Regions from separate parts of the Mus musculus genome. Here region 1 is linked to region 2. The links are chromatin contacts, called in public Hi-C maps. All regions are on one chromosome and are shown on one strand. The core of a region is the stretch at or near the end of the contact, and the rest is flanking DNA. Distances in the headings are between cores, read along the strand shown.

Evidence for each region. Hi-C and Micro-C count contacts between places; a contact is called where the count stands out from the background.
Region 1: a contact with region 2 is called in a Hi-C map of centrocytes, with 1.9 times the contacts expected there. The contact joins two enhancer-like sites. A contact is called at or near these places in 4 of 484 Hi-C or Micro-C datasets (bone marrow-derived macrophages, brown adipocytes, centrocytes and 1 more), 1 of 115 datasets of contacts at active chromatin or transcription factors (large pre-B cells) and 1 of 9 other capture datasets (embryonic stem cells).

What each region holds. Positions count from the first base shown.
Region 1 is chr3:52,727,907-52,734,304 of GRCm38.p6, forward strand. No RefSeq gene overlaps it. Among named protein-coding and RNA genes, the nearest start is that of Gm22798, 8.4 kb to the left of the region's middle. Within about 2 kb of position 4,270, at least 9 of the 459 cell types and tissues checked have an H3K27ac peak or open chromatin away from gene starts, as enhancers often do. A contact at or near this core is called in centrocytes, where this site is marked.
Region 2 is chr3:52,392,645-52,399,983 of GRCm38.p6, forward strand. No RefSeq gene overlaps it. Among named protein-coding and RNA genes, the nearest start is that of Gm38537, 71 kb to the right of the region's middle. Within about 2 kb of position 3,892, at least 70 of the 459 cell types and tissues checked have an H3K27ac peak or open chromatin away from gene starts, as enhancers often do. A contact at or near this core is called in centrocytes, where this site is marked.

The DNA of each region.
Region 1 (6,398 bases), core at 3,020-5,519, 340 kb after region 2:
CACCCACTTTATTGCCCAACCCTTCCCCTATCTGTCTACCAAGAAATTTCTCATTCCTTGTCTCTCGCTTTAACCCAGAGCTCAGCAATGAGGTGGTCTATCTGTCCAGCCTTTGCCTCTCTCTCTCCCCGCTTCCTGAACACTGGGATTGTAGGAAGTTGTCCTTCTCCTTCCAGCTCCTTCTGTCCCAAGAGTTCCGGTGATCCACACTCCACTCTTTGCACTTACACAGCAAGCACCTTACCCACTGAGCCATCTCTCCAACCAATGTGCAGCTTGTGTTGGGATTTCATTCTGCAGATGTGATTGATCGGATCACTAGGCATACATAAGGTTAGGCTGCAGCCATGACCAGGCCACTCTGAGCCCCAGCCCTCTGCTTACATGGCTGGTTTTTCTCGCATGGCCAAGCTCCATCATAAGCAAACTAGGGTCTCAATGACGCATCACCCTTTGTTCTAAATCCAGGAAGAATCTGAGAAGCCACTGTGTTCTGTTGAGGTTGGAGCTTCCTACGCTGCTGCTATGGCTGTCACAGTGAGAAACATGACATCACGTGGTGTTCCTGTCTCCTGATCTACCTCTAATTCACCTGCGTCCCGTCCCCTCTCTGCCCCTACCTTTCTCCTTCACCTACCAGGTTTCCCTGTAGCTCTTACTTCCCCACCCCCAACCCAGAGTTCTAAGATAGGGACACTGCTCTTTGCTCTTGCCTTGCCTGGATTTTGAGTCACCTGATCTGTGTCCTCTGAGAGAGGACAGTGAACTATTCACCCAACCCATGCCCAACAACCCCTCATCCCACATACATGGTCCCACATACATGCCATGGTCCAGGGGCTGCTTCCTTGGGTTATCCGTTCCCATCTCCATCACACCGTTATCTGTAAGACCCTAGAGCAGATACCCAATAGAGTTTGTGGAAAGCATATACAAAGGGAGGAGGGAGGAGACACAGGCTCAGCAAGCAGATCAGGCAGGAATAGCCCCCACTGCGTCATGAGGAAGGGGAAAAAAAGACAAGAGGAAGGGTATAAGACAGGGGCCTTCCTGCAGAGCTCAGAGAGGCCAGGCCCCTCTTGACCAGCAAGAGCCAGCTCTAGCATGGCCTTGTGGAGAGACCAGGGACTGTGACATGTCAAGGTTAACGTTCGAAAACAGAACTGTAGAGGAAAGATGATAACAACAGCGACAGCCTGGCCCCCGACCTCTCCCCTTTGCAGACACTGAGCAGGAAGAGCACTGAGCCAGAATGGGGAAACAACTCTTGCTGAGTTGGAGAGTCTGTCGTCATGGAGACAGGGACACCTCTTGCTTCTCTCAGCCTCTGATATGCAGTTCAGGGTGGTTTCATATCAGGCGGACTTGGATTCGAGTCCTGATTGTCAGTTGTGAGCTGTGTGATGCGGGTTGAGTTCCTTAATCTTGCGGAGCCTGTTTATCTTGTGCTCAACGAAGACAATGGTACCTTGTGCATCTGTCATGAAGACTGGGGCAGTGTCACGTGGAGTATCAAGAACATTCCTCTTCCTTACCTTGCCTTCTGGCCCTGGTATCTCTGCTTCTCCAGTTCCCAGTACCCTGTCTTGCACCCTGAACTGAACCTCCTGCTTCATCTCTTGCTTGACAGTGACCCCACCCTGTCCACCAGTGTCAGAAACACTAGAACAACGAACTGGCTAAAAGTTATCTCTCTACTGCCATCTTGCTTCTTGGTCTTATGGCTTTCCCATAGTAAATACGTGAGTTTTCTTAGAAGTCATTCTACATTTGGCTTGTCAGAAATACTTGGGAACAGAAATGGTTTGTTTGAATTTCAAGTTTTTAATTTTAGCAAACTTGCATATCCGTAATGAGACATCTTGGGGAGGGAGGTAAGATCAAGTGGAATCCTGAACTTTGTTTAATGTTTCATGTACACAGTTGCCCGGTCTCAGGGTCCCTTTGTACAATGTTTTCAGTACCCTTTTGTTTTGACTACAGCCTGTCACGAGAGGTCAGGTGTGGAACTTTCCACTTGTAGTGTCATGTCAGAGCTCAGAAGGCTTTGGATTTCAGAGTTTGCAGTAGGGGTTCACAGACATGCCACCCTCTCTTGTGAGGTCTGTGCAGAGCATGGATGGCTACTGGCTGAGGAATCAGAGGGCACAGAGCTACCTAGAGCAGGTGCTGCCACCAGTTCACCCTTGGCTGCACCTCTGCACAGAGCCTGCTTCAACAGTGGGCACAAACCAGTTCCTCAGCAAGGCCCTAAAGTCCCTGAGATCAGCCTTGGAGGTTCCTTTTCCTGGCTCCAAGTAGCTCCATTTCCTTCCAGGCTTTGTGCGTTGGCACCTCTGCAGGAAGGAAAGATCTATGGTTTGCCGGGGCCCCTGACAGGCAGTCCCGAGGATAATGTATGTCACGTCATCAGAACCACTTTTTCTATATTGGCAGCTGGTGGATGTGATCATGTGGCCTCTGAGAAGGAGGAATGGGAGAGTTAATAAATATCCTTATGGGAACCGACTCTAAGTTCTCATTAAGTGGTCTTGGCTGTTTGTTCTTTCCACTTGATCCTATTTGCCCTTTTCCACATTTGGAAAAAAAATTAGAAAGAGGAGAATGTATACCAAGCATAAAATAATCTATCATAAAACATTTCAGCATTTACAAATGGTAACTCTGGAGCTGTCGAGATGGCTCAGCAGGGAAAGGCTGAGCCAGCATGATCTGAGTTTAGTCTCTCCTACCCACGGGGCAGAAGGATCGACCTGACCCTGCAAGTTGTCTTCTGACCTCCATATGCATGCCACTGCATGGGTGTCCACCCTGTGAATAAATAAATAGACAAAACTTTAAAGATTCTTTTAGAAGGTGAAGTATAGTTTTGTGGATTGTCAGTAGTCACCTCCTGTCTGTCCAGGTGAATAGTAAGTGTACCTTAGCAAAACAAGCCGTGTGAACCACTCTGTGCAAAATCCTCAGATCAAATGAGTTAGGCTGCGAGGGTCCTCAGAGCCTTCTGGAAATACTTTTTCTACAATCGCCTGTGCTCAGATGTTTCTGTGACTTAAATCAAGGTTAACAGGGACCCTGGGCCCCCACTGAGGGCCTACTGTGTGTTAGACATCCAGTGATGTACATACTAACAGCAGTATTTTCACAGTCTCCTGGAGATGGTCCTCTCCAGGAGGACAGGGATCCCACTGGCCCACAGTCCCACATTGCAGAGGATGCTGCCATCCCATAAACCTGTTACTCTGGCCACACACCAATCCTGATGGAGCTCCAGCATTGCCTAGGAAACAAAGCCCCAGGTCACATTTCACACCCTGAACTTGACTCTCCCACTTCTTTCCTTGACCAAACTAATTTGCATAGCATAATCTGAAAGTGTCATATTCCTCCTCCTCTGCCAGCTCTCTGTGCTATACCAGCCTCTGGAGGTCCTTGTGTCAAATGAAAACCATTTAGTTATCATGAAGGAATGGTGCTGTTTCCCTTCGGCATGGAGGACCATGACTTTGGACTTTCTGCTTCAGCTCCTTCACATGCCCTTCCCCAGGTGGCCTGCAGAGAAAGGGGTGGCCCCAGCCCCCCACCTTCATTTGCTCTCACCCACATTTTGAAAGGTGGATGGAGACTGCTTGTCTGTGAGGTTGCATAATCAATTCCAATTACTAATCTAAAACAAGTGGGCAGACAGGTTGACATGAGTCCACGGTAGAACAGTAAAACCACTGGTTAGCACAGAGAGAACCTGCCAGGCAAGCAGGGGGAGGGGGATTATTTAACCAGCATTGGCCAAGGAAGGATTATGGCCTCTCCGGTCCCTTTATAGCAGAAGCACGTCCTGCTTCTGTGCAATGTGGAAATCTGAAAGCCAGCCCATAAACTGCTGCTACTGCCTAAGACAGAAAGTGGCACTAGAAAGACAGAGCTGAGATGACCTCTGAGCCTCCAGGGAGCCAGAGAGCATTTAGTGAGCAGGACACCCTGTCTTAGGGTTTTACTGCTGTGGAGAGACACCATGACCAAGGCAACTCTCATAAGGACAATATGTAATTGGGGCTGGCTTATGGTTTCAGAGGTTCAGTGTCATCAAGGCAGGAGCATGGCACTGTCCAGCCAGGCATGGTACAAGAGGAGCTGAGAGTTCTACAATTTCATCTAAAGGCCACTAGGAGAAGACTGGCTTCCAGGCAGCTAGGATAAAGCCTATGCTCACAGTGACACATTTCCTTCAGCAAGGCCACACCTACTCTAGCAAGGCCACACCTACTCCAACAAAGCCACACCCACTCCTACATGGCCATACCTCCTCATAGTACCACTTCCTGGGCTAAGCATATTCAAACCACCACACAGTCCCTATGGGGTTTTAGGCTAATGTCTCAGACTTTCTATTGAGAGGCTTGTGGAAATAACCCCATTTCTGCCACTCATCCCTTGGAGGGGGTTGCAGTCCTGCAGTCAGTGCTAAAGAGCATACATAGTCCATGGATCAGAGTGTCTGCTTGCCTTTCACCTGAACCTGCCTTCCCAAGCAAGTCTTACATCCAGTGCCTCTGTTTCCTTTCCTTGTCCATGGAAAAGAGGCCGTAGTAGAGCCTCATTTCATGAGATTGTGTTGAGGATGAGGAGGAGAATGTCTGAAATCATTACGCCTGTCTGCAGCACTAGGGGTCATGGATGCGAGGACGCATCCTCATGTGTGTAAGAGGCAGCAAGAGTCACACCACTGGCTTGTTGAGAGGCTTAAATGACCTAAAATTATAAAGCACTTAGAGCGGCCAGCATCTAGGCTGGTGAGTACTCTGTAGCGTGAGTTCACTGGACAGCTCTGCGAAATCTCGTTTAATCAGGTCGACACAGTACAGAGTGATCCTGTAAATGAAGGATGACCCGGGACACTTGTGATTTTGTTCTGTAAACAGATAACATTAACCAGAAAATGACCACTTCTCTTGATCATGTTCTCCCCATCACAGGACTTTCACTAGTGTCACCGAGTGTACTTCATCCAACACTTTACCCAGCTACTCTGCCTATCTGAGTCCTGTCCCTCGGCTTCTCCTCGACAGGGATATGCCCACAGGACAATCTTCTGTGGCTGATCACGAGCTTTTTTTCTTCTTCTCTGTGTGGGTTGGTACACTGGCCATAATCATTTCACAACATTGCCTGGCTAATCATAAGGCTTATCAAATGGAAAACTTAACCACAAATGAGTTGGTTTCATCATATCTTGCAAGGGTGTGTTCATTGTTCTCTTTGGCTTGACTTGATTCCTGCCTCAAATCTTGTAGGATTTTCATGCTGGTAGCTACTATTTATATCTTACATCATTTGGGGCATTTCCTATGAGCTGTGGGCACTCTATATGTGTGCTGTCTGTTAGTTCTCCCTTGGTTAAACTACTGAATGAAAGGACATAAGTACTATGGTTTGAATGTGTTGACAAGACAATCCCTCAATTCACATGTTAAAGCTGTCTGGAGGTGGGGCTTCGGGAGGTAATTGAAATTAGGCCAGATTAGAAGGGAGGATGCCCATGATATGATGGCATTTGTGGCTTTATGACAAGAGGCAGAGGGACCTGATTTAGCATGCTTGCTCTTTCACAACGTGCCATTCTTTCTGTCATGTTTTGATGCAGCAGGCAGATGCTCATGGGATGCAAAGGAGAAGCCGGTATGATAACTTAAACTTCCGGGGTCCAGATTTACAATCCAATAAAACATCCTTACATAAATTATCCCATCTAAGATACGTTCGTGGTAGCAATAGTAAGTAGGCTAAGGTACTAAACACATGAGCTTTGAGATTTCCTTAGCCTCCAGCCCCACAGCTGACCTGGGTGTTTTTGGCAATGGAGACTCCAGAGAAGCAGAGGAGCTTGGTCACTCTGCTGGAAGTCCTCTGTGGAGCACTGGATTGTGTGGTAGATTTCACCAGCTAGAGAATTGCTGAGATGTCATGGGGAAGGATCATTGGAATGGTTGACAGTCTGAAAGTGCCAGACAGGGAAGCATCAAATGATGTCCTTTGCTTTGAACATAGAATAGGAGAATAGCTTGAGAGTTTGACCTAAACGAGGAAGAAAGATTTATTCTGGCTTATGGTTTCTGAGGATTCTACTCATCAAAGTGGGGAGTGCATAGTTGACTGGAACAATTCAATGACAGTGAGGACAAGCAGGTCCAGGCCATGAAGAAGGGCTTCACTGCAGGATTAGTCTTGTTTTAATGACTTTCTAAATGGACAGTCACTTCAAGTGGTGTTGTGGACACTAGGCTGTAGACAGAACATGTTCTCAAAGCTACATTTGAAGCACTGACAAAAACCACAGAGGTAGAAAAGATAGGCAAGACAGTACAAGTAAGAACTGGGAGGCTGAAAGGCCAGAGGCAGGG
Region 2 (7,339 bases), core at 2,642-5,141:
AAGAGGTAGGTCAGAGTCTGTTACCTTTCTTTTCCACCTTGGAGGAAATAAGGCACAGAACTCTAAACTACTCCCTGGGGGACCTAGGGGAAGTTGGTCTCTCAGGCAGTTAGGTTCTCAACTTGGCGTGTCTAGCTTCCCCTTAAGTTGTTGCCTCAACCAACATCCTTAGAATTTCTATCATTGTAAAAACAGAAAGAAAGAAAAAAAAAAGAAAGAAAGAAAGAAAGAAAGAAAGAAAGAAAGAAAGAAAGAAAGGAAGAAAGAGAATTGCATTTTCCAGGAGCTTGGAGGCTCCGGTGGTCAGAGGCAAAGGGCCCTCTTACAATCCCATCCAAAGCAAGGGAACTTCTTGTTCTTTTATCCTGTGGTAGAGGCAGGATTGGGATGAAGGATGCTCGCATAGTCTCCCTAGCTCAGTGGTCCTCAACCTTCCTAATGCTGCAACCCTTTTTAATTCACATTATGATGACCACCCCCCCCCAACACACACAGAGCCAGATATTTGTTGATACTTCATAACTGTAATTTTGCTACCGTTGTGAATCATAATGTAAATATTTATGTTTCCTGATGATCTTAGGTGACCCCTGTGAAGGGGTCAGGACACACAAGTTGTGAACCTCTGCTGGTCTAGCGTCTCCTCCCCACTCAGTAGCTATCAGAAAAAGTTTTTCTAGGGAGGGGAGACCCGGGCAGCTGGTGGCGTTCATTCCAGCTGGAAACCTCTTCCTCTCTCGGACCGGAAGCACAGTACAGCAGGCCCTGGAAAGACTGTCCTCAGGCCAGCTGCTGTTTAATCCTTTGTTTTTCTTTGCTTTCCCACATTGGGCTGAGTCAGGATGGCATTTTCACGGCGGCCACCCACCTCCTCAGTGAAATCTTGCCTAGATCTGAGCACACGTTCTTCTCCCCGACAAAGTTGTCCTAGAACCGGAGACCGACCGGCAACTGACAAACTGGAAGAGTAACCTCTGGATTTATGCCCAGAACTTCTGGACTTTGGCATTGGTGAGCCCCTTAGAATATGAATGACACTTACGTCAAGGGGCTAGGAGCAGAAAGGGGCCAGGGGGCTGGGGGTCCAGCTTTTGAAGACTCCTCATTACTGTCAAGCCCTGAGATCTCTTTACTATACTCCATTCAGGGTCGACAGGTTCAGTTTTGGACTCCTCCCCTCTGGCTCTGAGCTTGTATTTCTCACAGCAAAAGCCCTGTCCTTCCTAAGTAGCTGTACCATCTCCATGGGGAAAGGAAGATTCTCCATCTTAGATAGCCAAGCTGTTATCCATGGGAAAGAGGTGCTGGTTTGTGTCTCCCTTGCGCAGAGGGGCCCCTTTCTCTGAACCTACCTTCCCCAAGGGCCTTAACATGACAGCCATGCTTCTTCCAGGGCAACCCTGGCCATATGAGAGCCAGATCTTCTGGGGAACTCTCTAGTCCAGTGATCCTCAACCTGAGGGTTGCAACCCCTATAGGGGTCTCATATCAGATATCCCGCATATTATCAGATATCCCACATATTAGATATCTACATCATAATTCATAACAGCAGCAAAATTACAGTTATGAAGCATAAACAAAATACGTGTATTGTCGGGGGTGGGGCACTGCAACTATATTAAAAGGTCTCAGCATTAGGAAGGTTGAGAACCACTAGTCTGGTCCTTTAGTTATGGGGGCTGCTCTTTTGGACTACAAGCTTCCCGGAACTCCTACCAGTTTTCTAGTTGGGTGAACTTGGGCTAAGTTCTCTGATGGCTTAGCATCTAGCTTCTCCATCCATTAAAAAGGGGACAGTGCTAATATCTACCTTAGGGGGAACAAACAAGTTGGACAGTTAAAGCACGGAGGACAGAGCCGGATTAGTCACTACTGGTGTTATGAGATATAGTGTCCACGCAGAGGGCAAACACTTAAACATGCAGCATGAAGCGACGGGTTCATGGCCCTTGAGCCCTGCAAGGTATGAGCTGGGGCAGGGCTCACTTCCCGTGCGGTCTCTCTCCTTTTGGTGGGTCAGTGAATGAGTGTCAAACAGTCTGACGTCTCTTCTCCATCCATGGGAAAGTGAGTGCATCTGTGTGTGCACTCCTGGGGCCAGATTCGTCCCTGTCACCTGCCATCCTTCCAGCCCTCTTTCCAGATACCGCTGGGCTAATGATTCCAAAAGCACAAACTGAGATCCAACCTCTCTGCTTATGACGCTCGCTCACCACTTGACGTTTATTCGTTTGCGAAACCCTAGGGACCCAGGTGGCCATCACTGGGCCCATCTTAACAGATGAGAGAATAGAGACTTAGACCATTCTGTATCTCTTCTGGAATTAAATCATTGCTATAAGCAGGGATCCAGTATAGGCCTACCCCATGCCCTCTGAGTTGTTGTCCCTGATCCTTAGGAAATTGGCTTAGCTTTACCTGTGCTCCTCTGATTAAAACTCCTCACTGCCCCATGTGTACTGTGACCTGGCCTTATCATCATGCCCTTGCCTCTGGGGCTGGATCTTGGCAATTCCTGCTGCCCCTATCTACAATGCCAAACTGCCTAACTATTATTAAATTTTTAAATCAGTTCAATTCTTAGTTGCCCTGGGAACTTGTCTTCCCCTTTCCCTTTCCAAGCACGGAGGGCTAGTTAGGAGCCTCTCCCTGTCTTAGGTAGGGTTACTATTGCTGTGATGAAACACCGTGACCAAAAACAAGTCGGGAAGAAAATGGCTTATTAGGTGTCTGCTCCATTGAAGGAAGTCAAGGCAAAAACTCAAATAGGGCATGAAGCTGATGCAGAAGCCATGGTAGGCTGCTGCCGACCGGCTTGCTCCCCATGGCTTGCTCAGCCTGCTTTCTTATGGAACCCAGGGCCACCAGCCCAGGGATGGTACCACCTGCAATAGGCTGGGCCCTCCCCATTCAATCACTAATTAAGAAAATGCTCTATGGACTTGCCCACAGCCTGATCTTATGGAGGTATTTTCTTAGTTGAGGTTCCCTCCTCTCCTCAGTTGACTATAGTTTATGTCAAGTTGACATAAATCTAGCCAGCGCACTCCCTGTGCCTTTTTAGCCTACCCCAGCCATTCCCATGGGTCCCTGTGTGGTCTCTGCGGAAGAGCACGCGCCACGAACAATGTCGAAGATATTGAGCGTTACAGAACATGTGAGTTCTGTTCTGCTTTCATGCTCATAAATCCCATCTTTCCCAGCACAGATCCAGCAACTTCCAGGGAAGCTAGGCTACCGAAGAGAGCTCTAGGGGGAAGGCAAGGTAAGAGTCTTCCCAGCTGTGGGGAAGATGCCTGGTTTCACTGAACGTTCCACAAAGGTCTTCGGATTCAGCCTGAGGACGGTGTAAGTCCACACTTCAACACCAGGGAGCTGGATGGATGCTGGGCCACGCTCTGGGATCCCTGTGCCAGCTGCTCATCTGGGAGGCAGCTGGAGCAAGCAATCTGCGCAAGGACCCATGGAACTAAAGGGCAGACAGAGCACAGGATTGGAAACGGCGGCTCATGGTTTGGGGCAGGTCTGGAGCCCATTTGACAGCCCTCAGAAGGCTCACTGGGGGCCGGCTGGCCTTAAAGTCCCTTGAGCTCCTGTCAGGAGTATCTGGGCTGCTGCATGCACCTGCGTCGCTGCTGAGACAGGAAGTGATATTTTCAGAGCCTTTAGCCACCACTCCTCCCAAACCTCAAGACCCTTTTTGATGATGCTTTAAATGTCATGTGTATGGCTGAGAAGAGAAGAAACCCAGGTGTGAGCCTGTGTTACTGACAGGACAAGAGTCACTTGGTAATATCACAGGAAGTCACGCTGTCAAAATAATAGAGAAGGTGGTGTCTAGCTGGGGGGCCACGCCTTATAATAACTGTACTTAGTACAGAGACGCTTCCGCTGCTTCTCCAGCTCTGTGGTTCCCTCTGAGGTAGAGCCCAAGGCTGGGGGCAGGGTAGGACCCTGGGGCCTACTCGTCAGACATGCTTGCTGTTGGCACAAAGCACAGAACTGAGCTGAAAGGCTCCTTGTCTGGGAGTAGCTGCCTAGGCCGCAGCCGGTTACACCTGACACAAAACCTACTTTTACGTTGTTCTTGCCTAAACGATTTGTCTTCGTGGAGGGTCATCTCCACACAACAGCAACATCTGGGAGCTTGAACCTTGGCCACATCCTGCCTGTTCCCCCCGCCCCCCGGCAAACATACCCTTCTTTTACATTATTATTATTTTTAAGACAGGGTCTCACATGTTCCAGGCTAGCCTTGAACTTGCTATCAAGGATGCAAGGATTGCTATCAAGTCAAGGATGGTCTTGAACTTGACCTTCCTGCCTCCATCTCCAAGGTGCTAGGATTACAGGTATGAACCACCACACAGTCCATGCAGTGGGGGATTGAACTCCATGCATTAGGTAGAGCTGAGCTCCTGAGCTGGGCACTCGGCCTATCCTGTCTTCTATCCACAGGTGCTCACAGTCTGCTCTCCAGGACATGGATCTGGTCCAGTACCAGGGACAGGAAAGAGTCCTACAGACGCTAGCTGGGAGGATAAGTAGAAGCTGAGCCGTTGCTGGGCTCTGTTTCTCTACGAATTTGTATGGGGAGCCTGTGGAGGGGCTCCCAGCTTGTCTGTTTCAGGTCTCAGGCTGGAGAGGGTGTGGGTGGCCGAGGACCTTTGCAAGCGAGGCAACCCAGATACTGCAGCAAGAAACAGCGGGCCCCTCTCAGTTCTTCATGGGAGTTTCTGCCTCTAATTTATGTTTCGGGTCCCACCCTACTTCTCAGCCTCCTGCCTGAAGGCCCACCCACTTGACAGATTGACTGTCACAGTCAGCTGCTTGTTCAGCTGGGGACTGCCAGGCCCAGGTGGCCTTTCACCTTGTCTGGGGGCATAGTTCCTGTTTACCCTAAATTTAAGTCTACAGCGCCAATCCCAGGCAATCCACTGGTCTTATGGCTGCGCATTAAAAAGTATGCATATCACTCCTCCCTGTTATCACCCAAACCTTCAACCTGGCTGACCTCTCTGCCTTCCGTGGCTAAGTCGAGTTTGCTCCCACTCTATGGTCCTTGTCCTACCTTGCAAGACATTTCCTCCAGCTCCTATCCTTCTCAGTTTTGTTTTTTAGGACACCTGCCACCATCCACTATGCTTCTGTTTCCTTATGTGTCTTCTGTCTGCCTTCTCACAACTGAGGACCCCATGGGACCCAAGAGTGTGAGTGTGACCCCTGGTAGGAGCCCAGTCAGTACACTTTCATATTCAAAACACTGTCTTCCCCTCCACTACTTGCCTGAAAATGCACAACAGCCATCCAAAAGCTCTTCGAAAAGTTCAAAGACACCAGAGCTTTGAAGAGAAAAGGTCTTCTTTATTTTCTCTCTTGCCAAGCTGTGGGGCTGGGGCAAGGCCTTTGCTTTGTGCTCCTCTGTAGAGGAAGAGAAGCGAGATTAGTCTCCTCTGGGCCGAAGAGAGCTCCAGCCTTCTCGAAGGACAGGGCTGCTTGCGTGTGACAAGGATCCCCTGCACAGTGGCTGCTCACAGCTCTGTGTGCTTACCTGCCACAGATTTGGTGGCAGATAAATGTACTACCGTGCATTAAACAGCTGCTGTACACAACTAGGCCTGTGGGCTTTCTGATGTCTCATAGCTTCTTCATCCTTGCAGACAGTTGATGGGCGGGAGGCCTCTTAGGTGCTGTTAGTACATGCTCCCTCCCGAGTTTCAGCCCATGCCTATGTTGTTCTTCATGGGATGCTTTAGCAAGCATCAGCCCATTTTGAAATGATTGTGTAGGTCAGACAGGTTGTGGGGGTCAAAGGTTATAGCCAGACAACCTGAGGAGGAGTGCGTGACCCTTACCTGAGAGTGAACTATTAGGCCAAACTCTAAACCCCAAGGGTCGGTGTTCTCCCTGTTGGAGGGGGAAGGCCAGCCCAGGGTGCCTCTGTGTTCATCTTAACATTTTTCCTATAACCACCTCCGCAGCTACACCATTTAGCCTCTGCTCCGGCCATCCACGCCCCTCACCCCTTCCCTCTTCATTTCTCCATATGCTCTGCTCTCCCCCCCCACCCCCCCACTCCCCACCCAGGCTAATCTCACTGACCTTTCTGCTGGCAGCTGGGAATTAACATCAATTAGAGACTATTTACCAAAAGGACTATCTCTAGTTAATTAATGAGAAAGAAGTTAAGTTAAAGTGAGCAGGCTAGACTGATGCCATGACAGGTTTCAAATTGGCAGTTCAGGAGACAAGGCCTAAATCTCTATTTCCAAGAACTGGGCAAGTTCACACCTCAGAAGCTGCCATGCCACCTGGCCTGAGGCAAGGACAATGGGTCAGCAGCCATTTTCAGACCTCCTCAGTTACTTCCACAGCGACAGTTTCCAGCCCCCAAGCCCTGGCAATGGATTGTCCCTAGAGATGCAGCAAGATATAGGTTACATACCCTGAATCCCCTAATGTGCTTTAAATCAGGCCTGCGAGCTCATTTGGTTGTCTCTCTATCTCAGTAATGGGAGGCCCCCAGCATGCTGGACTTCTGCAGAATAAAACACTCTTTGCATTTACATACTATTTGAGTCCGGAGTATCCTTCTCCAGTGAACCATTGACCCTTACAAAAGGACTTTTTGACTTTGACTTTTTGTTACTGGGTAACGTCAACCGTTGTCAGTCTGGAGGTGCTGATGCAAAACAGAGTGAAGCCCTTGTGTTGTTAACATGACATACTCCAGTGTCTGAGGACTCACCTAATGACTGCTGCAACCACCAATCTAGGCAGAGTCCCGTAGGCAGCAACCTGGGTCACTAGCAATTGGTCTTAGCTTTGACAGCATCAGCTGGTTACTTAATTCATTAGCCGCTCTCCAGAACTGAGTTTGTAGCTCAAACTTGTTTCTTCCCCCAAATTCACCAAATTCAACAACACCCTCCTTACTCCCCATGCCAGTTCTGTTTGTTTTTTGTTGTCACAGGTGCATAGTTTTACTTCCGGTGCCCAGCCTGTCTGATCTATAACCTGGGTCACCTTTTCCCTACCCTCATACCACTGGCTCAGACTCCGTGCTTCAGCTTCTTCTCTCACTCAGTCAGGTCTTCTAGAGGATTCCAAACACTGCCTGTCTCTGCAGTGTGGCCTGAGTTAACGTACAGACAGAATTAGGAATGCTCTTCTCTCCCTCAGAATTGTCCTCGTCCTCATTTTCAACATCTTGAAACTGGCTGGGATGCTCGCCCCCCCCCTCCCCCAAGCCTCTCACCCTATAATCTAGCCATGGGTTTGTTCTTATTACTGTCGGTTTGGGCTTCTGTTTTCCCCTCTACCTGCCTTCCCTAGC